2 separate regions of the Oryza sativa genome follow, and region 1 is linked to region 2. A link is a contact called in public ChIA-PET data. All regions are on one chromosome and are shown on one strand. The core of a region is the stretch at or near the end of the contact, and the rest is flanking DNA. Distances in the headings are between cores, read along the strand shown. Region 1 holds the start of LOC4335533. Region 2 holds the start of LOC4335531 (40S ribosomal protein S27).

Region 1 (4,648 bases), core at 167-2,666, 37 kb after region 2:
GCCGGCGCCGGTGCTCCAGTCCGGGAACCAGCGGGGGACGCGTCCACGGCATGAAGCGCCCCCAAATAGCGCTCCCCGAGGGCGTCATGGTATGGGCTCCTGTCGATCTCATCCTCCATGCCGAGATGGGCGGCGGCGTGAAGCTGAGTAGGGGGCGGGCGCCGCCGGAGTTGGGCTGGGACGGCGCACCAACAGCAGCCACTGACACCGTGCTCGCCTGCCACCACCGAGCTCAGTTGAGGGCTGGGAGCTTGGCCTCCGTGCCCACCACCGGCCGCCGTCACGACGCCGTCCTCCTCCTCTCCCACCTCGCTCCGTCGAAGCCCGCGACGCCCGCGCCGTGGAGCTCCGCTAGGCTGCTGCCGTGCTTCCCCACCGCCGGCCGTCGCGGCGCCATCCTCCTCCTCTCCCGCCTCGCCCCGTCGACGCCCACGCCGCCCGTCGACACCCGCGCACGCCCGCACCTCCCCATTGACGATGGGGGTGACGGAGGCGCTGCTCTCCCCGTCACGCCACTCTCCTTGAAGGCGGCCACGGCGCCGCCGGAGTACGAGATGCCGTCGATGAAGGAGTGGATCGTCTCCCGCGTGCTCACGCTCGTCTCCATGGTGGCGCTTCACCACCACCACAGCCACCAGATCAAGGCGACGACGTTGACTTGGCTCATCGTGAAGGCTACCCCGCCACCGAGGGACGGGGCCAAGAAGCTGGCCGCGGCGGCGTACTCGCCGCTCCTGCTGTCGCCATCAGTGTGGCAGGCGAGCGCGGTGGCGGCAGCTGTTGTTGGCGCCCTTTCGCCACCCAACTCCGGCGGCGCCTGCCCCCTGCCCAGCTTTGCGCCGCCGCCCGTCTTGGCCCCGAGCCTACCCGCTGAAGAAGAGAAAAGAGAAGAAAAGGGAGGAAATAGGAGATGACGTGGATAGTATGACATATGGGGCCCACGTGGGTCCCACGCTGACTTAGCCGCCGCGTCAGACAAAACCGGGATCAAAACCACCGAAGGATCTCAAGCGAACGGTTTTGTCAGCTGTGGGACGCTTAGTACCTGGTTTATGGTTGGGGGACGATTTTATAACTCGATGACAAGTTGAGGGACGATCGGTGTACTTTTTCCTTAGGAAAAATCACGCGAAAACCAATCTGCGACGCAGGTCGTGTGCAGCAGACAAATGGGCCTATCGTGGGCCCGCGCGGCCCAATTAGCTGCCTCCTCGCCTCCCCCCTTCTTCCTCCCAACTCCCAAAGTCCCAAGCGAAGAGAAGAGACTCACTCAAGAGAGCATTGAACACGAGCCACACCAACAACAACAATCCAAACCCACGCACACACTCTTTTCTCTCCTCTCCTTCCTGCCTCTTCCTCTTCCCATTCACCTCCCTCTCCCTATAAATCCTCTCCTCTCCTCTCCTCTCCTCCGCTACTACCAGTCTACCACCACCACCACCTAGACTGCTCCTAACCTCTCTCCCTTCCCTTTCATCCCCGAAGAGTCTAGAAGAGAGAGAGATGAATGGTGCTGTGGTGGGGTTGGGGGAGACGGCCAAGGGCAGCGGCGGCGGCGGCGGCGGAGGAGAGGTGACGCTGGAGACGCTGAGGAGGAAGATGTCGGAGTTCGCCAGGGAGAGGGATTGGGAGCAGTTCCACAGCCCCAGGAACCTTCTCCTCGCTCTGGTTCGTTCTCCCCCCCTTCAACCAATCTTGGATGGGTTCTAGTTCTAGTTCTAGTTCACCTTCTTCTCTTCTTGGTTTCTTTCATCTTCCTGTTTGGGAGAGGATTTTCTTTTTATTTATTTATTTATTTATTTATTTTTGATGTAGTGATTATCTACTATCTCTTTTATTGGTAGTATTAATGTTCATGATCTTTTGCTTGGTATCCATCTTCCTCTTCTTTCTTGGTGGGTTCTTGGTTCATTTGGTTCTTTGTCTCTCTTTTTATTCTTATTCTTTTTTTGGTTGCTGCATGAGTTTTGAGGGGTCAGAATGGGGCCTGGACTTCATTCCCTTCTTGTCTCCATCAGAGGAGATAGGGAATAAAAAAGAACAAGAAAAAAAATCATTGTGTGCAGTAGAGATTTGTACTATTTTGTCAGTTTTTCACCCTGTTTTCGCCTGTTCTTGTTTTTGCACTGCTACTGATTCTGCAGGCACGATGGGATTGGGATCTTCAAAATATTTCCACCCTTTTCGACAGCAGAAAGTGATGAGGTTTTTGTTGTTTATTTTTGTTGATGAAAGCCTGAAATGGTGTGAAATAAATGGGAAATATAATAAGTTGCCATGGATAATCTTTTTGATTCGATAATCATCCTTTCTGTGAACCAGTAGTATTACCTACCAAAATTGTCCTTCTCTGGATCATGAGAAAAATAATAATAAATAAAAGATACCAATCTCATCTGTTGTTTTTATGTGATAAGAGTCTGGTGTATGCTTTGACTCTAGAGTGGATTTGGAATTTCAGTATGACCTTAATTGTACAATTAGTCAATGCTTAAAGAGTGGAAGGAACTTGCTAATTAGGAATTTTATTGTGTGGCCATGCATTTCAAAGACATATATAAATGATGATCACCAAGTAGTACTACTGGTTCTGACATGGTCCCATGGTGAGTGAGTACTTCACAGTTTGTAACAGAGACAAAAATTCAGCCCCAAAGAAACAAAAATAAAAGAGATGTACCACTTTACAATATGCTTTTGCAATTGTCCTCACCTTATTTCATTTGTTATCCATCCATGAATATGTCCTTTTTTGTTTCTATTCTTGTCATATTCATGAGAAATTCATTCTCCAGTTATTAAGAATCTCTAGATAGCCTGATCCATCACTATAACTGATGTAGAATACTATGGGCTGGTTTGGTACGTCGCCTAAATTGGCCTTGCCAATATTTGTCAATTTCAATAGTGTTTAGTGTCTATTTTGTTAGAAGCCAAATTTTGGCATGCCTAAAGAAATAGTCCATTTCAATAGTGAAATTATGCTGTTTTGGCTTCAATCCAAACACAACTTTACCTTATCAAGATTAGCCATGCCAAAACTTATCAAAATTTGACATTGACAAAAATTGGTAAGGTCAATTTAGGTCACAAAGGAAACCAGCCCTATACTACTATAGTGATGTGCTGGAGAAAGCAGCCCACATACAGCAACAGTAACTGGAACCCAACATCCTTGTTTCTTTTTTTTTACCACCATGTGTTTTTGCAATGCTAGGCTGAGATCAGATAATGATGGCCACAACAAAAGGCAAATGCAGTCACCCTGACCAAGCTGGTCCCTGCACCTAGCATAAATGGCAACCTGCAGCTCATCCATGCTTACTGCATCTGCCTTCTGTGCACCATGTTCTGTGATACTGCAATTGACTGTTGTTGCAATGTGCAACCGTGATAATGTAAAACTGTAATTTTGACTGTTAGTGATCTTGGCAATGTGATGCAGGTGGGTGAGGTGGGGGAGCTCTCGGAGGTCTTCCAGTGGAAGGGGGAGGTGCCCAAGGGGCTCCCTGGGTGGGGGGAGAGGGAGGTGGAGCACCTAGGCGAGGAGCTCGCCGATGTGCTCCTCTACCTCATCCGCCTCTCTGACATGTGCGATGTCGACCTTGGCAAGGCAGCGCTGCGTAAGATGGAGCTCAATGCGCGCAAATACCCCATCGGGCAGTGCAGGGGATCCTCCAAGAAGCACACCCACTACTCCACCACCACCACCACCACCGACAACGGTGCTTCCGGTGATGACAACAACCGCAATGCTGGTGCCGGTGCCGATGCCGATGCCGGCAAGGAACAGTGCTAGCAATGGCTCCTCAGACAGTTTTAGCAGCCTGGCTCTGGTCTTTGGTCTTGTTCATCACACCATAGGATGTGTGTTGAAACAGTATTCTAGTAGAGTGAAATGAAACCGTCCTGTTCTCTCTACTGAGTTTGATTTCTTGAAGAAACTTAGCTCAAATCCTTTGTATTGGGCTACAAACATGCTCTGATAGCTATGGCAATATGATCATTAATATCTCATTGAATCGGTATGCTGAGCTCCTGATCCTCATGTTCTTCTGATTTTTTTTTCTGTAGCTGCATCTGATGCAGAACACCTGCATCAGCATTCAGCAGGTTATGACAAACAGTATTCGCATTTCAATTCATTCATCCATCAATCCATTTTCTTATACTCCTAACAATCCATTTTCTTATACTCCTAACCTTCAGTTCTTCTCAAAATATAACAACTTCTAACCTTCAGTTTTTCTACCAATATTCTTTTATTAATCAATCATGATCTTTCACCTCAAATATTTTACCTACCTCCTTTCTCAACTAATCATAATTTTTTTTCCATTTAATTTTACCAACTTTAATAGTATCCTATTGAATCTAAAACTTATATTTTGGAACGAATGTGATATATATTTTTTTCTGATATGTTCAATAATACTTCCCCATCCTAAAATAAGTCAATTTTTCATTCATCTCACACATACCAATACAAACACCAAAAAGAATAAAATGCCCCTACTTTATCAAATCCTAATGCGACTATTTGTCATTTTGTCTACTTTCAATATAATTATTTTCTACTTTCACTAATTTCAATATAATTATTACTTAAAAATAAATTTATTTGGAGAGAAATAGAAAAAGTAAA
Region 2 (4,554 bases), core at 2,045-4,544:
ATGTTAAACGTCTTATGAATTTTCTTATCCAAATCATCATCTATAGCCAGCTCAAGTGCCAGCTAAGATGACACGTCAAGCAAAAATGCCCACAAGATCTACTTTGGGGTTTGATTTGACGAGTTTTGATGTTAGAAAATGTAATAAAGTTGGGTTTGAATTTAGGGTGGATTAGTGGGAACTATAGTCTGAAAAGCTTAGAGACCAAGAGTGCATTTTTCATTTAACTAGCAATGCAAATCAATAAAACCATCCCCCGCAAAAAAAAAAATCAATAAAACCATGAATATTTAATCTGCAGTTCAACATCAAACGTGGGGGCCAGCGAGTTGCAACAATGTTGATGTATTTGACTGATGGTGTTGAAGGGGGTGAAACCCATTTTCCTCAGGTTAGCTGAATTATACTGACATAGCTTCTTACAATATCAAAAGCTCTGTACATTTTTCTTCTGGTTCAGCTTTACTTATGTTTGCTCATTTATGCCATAGTTCTTTCCTTGGATCTTATCAGCACAAAATGTGGTCAAGTGCCACTCTTTGTTGTGCAGCACATTCACGCTATCTTTTTTATTTCCATGTTTCTCTTGAATATGTAAAAATTATTGAAACAATTTATGAACATGTATCTGTTGTCTATACAAACCATGTGATACTAGTATACTATTGGTTATCACTGAGCACTGTAGCTGTCTGGAAAAATTTTTCCTGGCTAACAAAAGCGCCATTCTTTTTTGGCATACTCCTAAGTCATAGCTGTACCAGCAGATAACTTTTTCATGCTTCAAGGGAAACTACTGAATCCACTGGAGGAATTGGTTGTGTTGATTATGGTAACATCAGCTTACAACTCGACCTCTGTGCTCTCATATGGCCACAATAACTGCATTGGCAATGTGGAATGCAATCCTAAGAACAACGCAATATGTAATTGGCCTCATAGTTGATCTGTCAGATGTTTAAGGCCCTTGAGTTCAAATTATCTTTGAATCTCATTTTTAGGTGAATAACCCTTTGCATGAGCAATTTGCAGCCATGCTTTCCCAGCCTTAGGTTCTTCTTTCCTCGTTTACACATCTTCTGATACATGGCATGATGTAACATGTCGTGGGGCTGCTTCATCCGTCTTTGTTTAGCTTTTATGTTATATGATTTGTGGTGTGCTTGCCTGATATTCTGAATTTATCACCTCTGTTCCAGGCAGGAGATGGTGAATGTAGCTGTGGCGGGAAGATGGTCAAAGGATTATGTGTCAAGCCAAACAAAGGAGATGCTGTGCTATTTTGGAGCATGGTGTGTTATAATTTGTTCTAGATAAAGCATGAACCAAAACACATTCCATTGTCATTAGATCCAGATATTTTCTTAAATTGTCAGTGCTCCGTTAGTCAACTAATTTCTTCGGCTTCCATGCTAATTTGATTGTTTCAGGGACTCGATGGTGAAACAGACTCAAACAGCATTCATGGTGGGTGCCCTGTTCTGGAAGGGGAGAAATGGTCAGCTACGAAATGGATGAGGCAAAAAGAATTTGTTTGAGCGAAAGATGAGGCGAAGAATGATGCCTTCTAATTTCTGGCTATGCAGATATGGAGCTATATTCTTTCTATTATATGTAATGAAACGTTTCAGGAATCTTGCAAGCATATGAAAGTTCAATAACCCCACGTTCATATTTCGTTTTACGTAGGCAATTTTAGCACCGCACACCACTGTTATTATCCTTCCGGCTTCAGCAAGGTGGTAACTGGGACAGGCGCTGGATGGGGAAAAAACGAATTAATTTATTTTTTCCATATAATGTACAATTATATAACAATGAAAACTAGCACGGTTTTTGGAAATGGATTTTCAAATCATAATCAAGGTTCAGTGAACCGTCCGCTGGAAACTGCTCCCGAGTGTTGTTATCAATTTTTTGTGAAAGTCAGTTGAATCGTCGAGTAAAAAGTTCAAGCCGGCAATTTGTGATGCCATGAGAACGGCAATATGAGATCCTGTTGGGACATTGGAAGAGGAAAGGTGATACTTCATACTTGGTTGAAATTCTGTTCAATTTCAACTGAAATCCATAAAAGTTATAAGGTTCCAGAGAATTAAAGAAGGCCTAAGGGCAAGTTATGGTTGAGCTTTGGTTCGAACTCCAAGCTTCTTTGCGTCATAATAGGTCAACCATTAATATTATGGCTCTTTTGGTTCAATTCAAATTGTCCTACCTAGTTGGTAACTTAAATAGTACTTTGCCTTGTAGTTATGATGCCAATATTTGCCAACGCCAAAAACATACCAAAAAATTTGGTATGTTTAAGACTTGCCCAAGATTTGATACTACGGGCATATTTAGAGAGTTTAATATACTGAGGAGTAGCCGATTGGTAGTTAGTTTCTTATAATCTAGATAAAAAGTTGGACTATTTGGGGGAGTTTATAATTCTACGAGAAATTACAGCAGTCAGAAGCACCATTTAACAGTTTAAAAAGCGTGCGCGCGAAAAACGAGGGAGGTGAGTTGGGAAAGTAGAGATAAGAACTCAGCCTTAGAGTAACTTCGAAAATTAGGTTTGCCAATATTTGCTGGCTAATGTACCATCATACCCTAAATTTTACAAAGCTTAATTAAGTTTCATCAAATCGTATAAAGTCACATCTGGTTTTTGATTGCCTTTGAAGTTCTACGGGGCAAATTCTTGGAATCTGATGGGATTCCATCCCCGAGTGACAATGCAATCAGTTACAAGTTACAACTTCAATCCAATTCTAATTTTTGAGTAACAAAAATACTCTCCGTTTATTGAACGGTAATTTTCATCATAGCAATATTACAGAAATATTTACCAAGAATTAGTTCAATTGCTCAAAAAGAAAAATCTTCCAAAAAAAATCCTCCATTTCAAAGAAGACAACGAGTAAGGTAAGCGCAGGTGGTATGGTGGTGGAGTCGTGAGTACATCAGCGATAATTTTGGTCTTACTAAAATTATGTTACAAACTAGCCTGCATTGACTTCACCCACCAGGATTCAAAATACCAGTGTCTACAAATATTACGCATATACAGGGCTAGAGTAAGACCAAAATTATCGCTGATTTCCGTCTCTTTAAACGCAATCCTAAACAAGGTGTAAGCGTGTGGTGTTGCGCGTGCGGTGACGCAAAAGGAAGACATCAAACACACTGAGTAGCAAACCGACCTCCGCAGCTTCACGGAAGGCCAGGATGCAACGATCATCCAATGGACGGTCCAGATCCACCGCATCCACGTATAAAATCCATCGCCTCCTATCTCGCGCGACCCCCTCTTCTTCCAGCCCTAGCCCCCCTCCCCCCCGCGCCGCCACCACCTCGCTCTCCGCCGCCGCCGCCGCCGTCTCCAACTTCAAGATGGTACGTACGCCGCCGCCGCCGCTTCGATCTCGATCCCTCGAATCGGCCGCCTCGCATGGCTGCGCGCGCCGTTCGTTTGATCCGTGAATGATAACCGCGATTGATTTTTGGGTTTTTGTTTGTTTGTTTGTTTGTGTTTGGGGGAACGAGCAGGTGCTCTCGAACGACATCGACCTGCTTAACCCGCCGGCGGAGCTGGAGAAGCTCAAGCACAAGAAGAAGCGCCTCGTCCAGTCCCCCAACTCCTTCTTCATGGTACTACGCGCCGCCCTATGTGTGGATGAATTCTCTTTGCACGGCAAGAATCTTCTAACTGCTGAGTTTTGCCCTTGTGTGCAGGATGTCAAGTGCCAGGGCTGCTTCAACATGTACGAGCTTCTTCTTGATCCGCTCACTCTCTCTCCATTGTTAATTTTTCTGTTGTTATGTTACTTGTTACCGCCCTTTGATGCTTGATGTGTGAAGATTGAGATAAACTGTTTTTAATTTTAGTTATGATTAAGGATGGTTTGTAGAGTAGGTTTAGATATGAATTAGAACTGGTTTGCAGAGTAGTCTTAGATATGAAATTGATTCTAGCAAGTGAAACCATCGCTCTTTTATTGTTGGTATGCATTGTTAATGCGTTGTGTTGTAAGTAAGTCGGATAGCCTAGATAAGAAATGGAAATTAGCGTGGTGATGATACTGCTCTTGTTATCGCTTCAACAGTCAAGTGCTTTTGGCATGTTTTGGCCCCAAAACGACCAGTCCCCGTGAACCCCTGATAATCTGGACTTAAATCAGATGTACATGAAAAAAAAAATCACACCATAGGTCGCCCAATCGTTGAGGTGATCATGAATTCATCATTCGCACTTGTAATATTGTACATAATTTTGTAGAATGGCAAATCTGAAATGTCCAATTCTGCTTTGTGATGTATCCGGCTTGTTTGTATAATTGTATTGATGATCAACCAATTCAAAGAAACCAGAAATTGGTGCCATCTCTAAGCAATATAATTTGCCTAACTTTGCTTTAGACATCTTGATCTAATGTTGGCATCTTCTAACCTGTATGTCTTGCGGTGATTGCAGAACGACTGTATTCAGCCACTCCCAGACCGTGGTTGTGTGCCCGGGCTGCCAGACCGTGCTCTGCCAGCCTACTGGTGGGAAGGCCAGGCTCACGG

Evidence for each region. ChIA-PET counts read pairs in DNA pulled down with a chosen protein or histone mark.
Region 1: a contact with region 2 is called in an H3K9ac ChIA-PET map of seedling, with 5 times the contacts expected there. The contact joins the promoter of LOC4335533 here to the promoter of LOC4335531 in region 2. A contact is called at or near these places in 2 of 4 datasets of contacts at active chromatin or transcription factors (leaf and seedling).

The regions. Positions count from the first base shown.
Region 1 is chr4:16,840,621-16,845,268 of ASM3414082v1, forward strand. It overlaps LOC4335533, which reads left to right and starts at 1,417. Exons shown (of 2, transcript XM_015778378.3): 1 at 1,417-1,671; 2 at 3,449-4,031. The coding sequence starts at 1,507. The coding sequence ends at 3,802.
Region 2 is chr4:16,801,573-16,806,126 of ASM3414082v1, forward strand. LOC4335531 (40S ribosomal protein S27) reads left to right here and starts at 3,295. Exons shown (of 4, transcript NM_001378505.1): 1 at 3,295-3,381; 2 at 3,535-3,636; 3 at 3,721-3,749; 4 at 4,460-4,554. The coding sequence starts at 3,379. It overlaps LOC4335530 (prolyl 4-hydroxylase 1), which reads left to right. Exons shown (of 11, transcript XM_015781114.3): 9 at 302-391; 10 at 1,200-1,292; 11 at 1,431-1,890. The coding sequence ends at 1,538.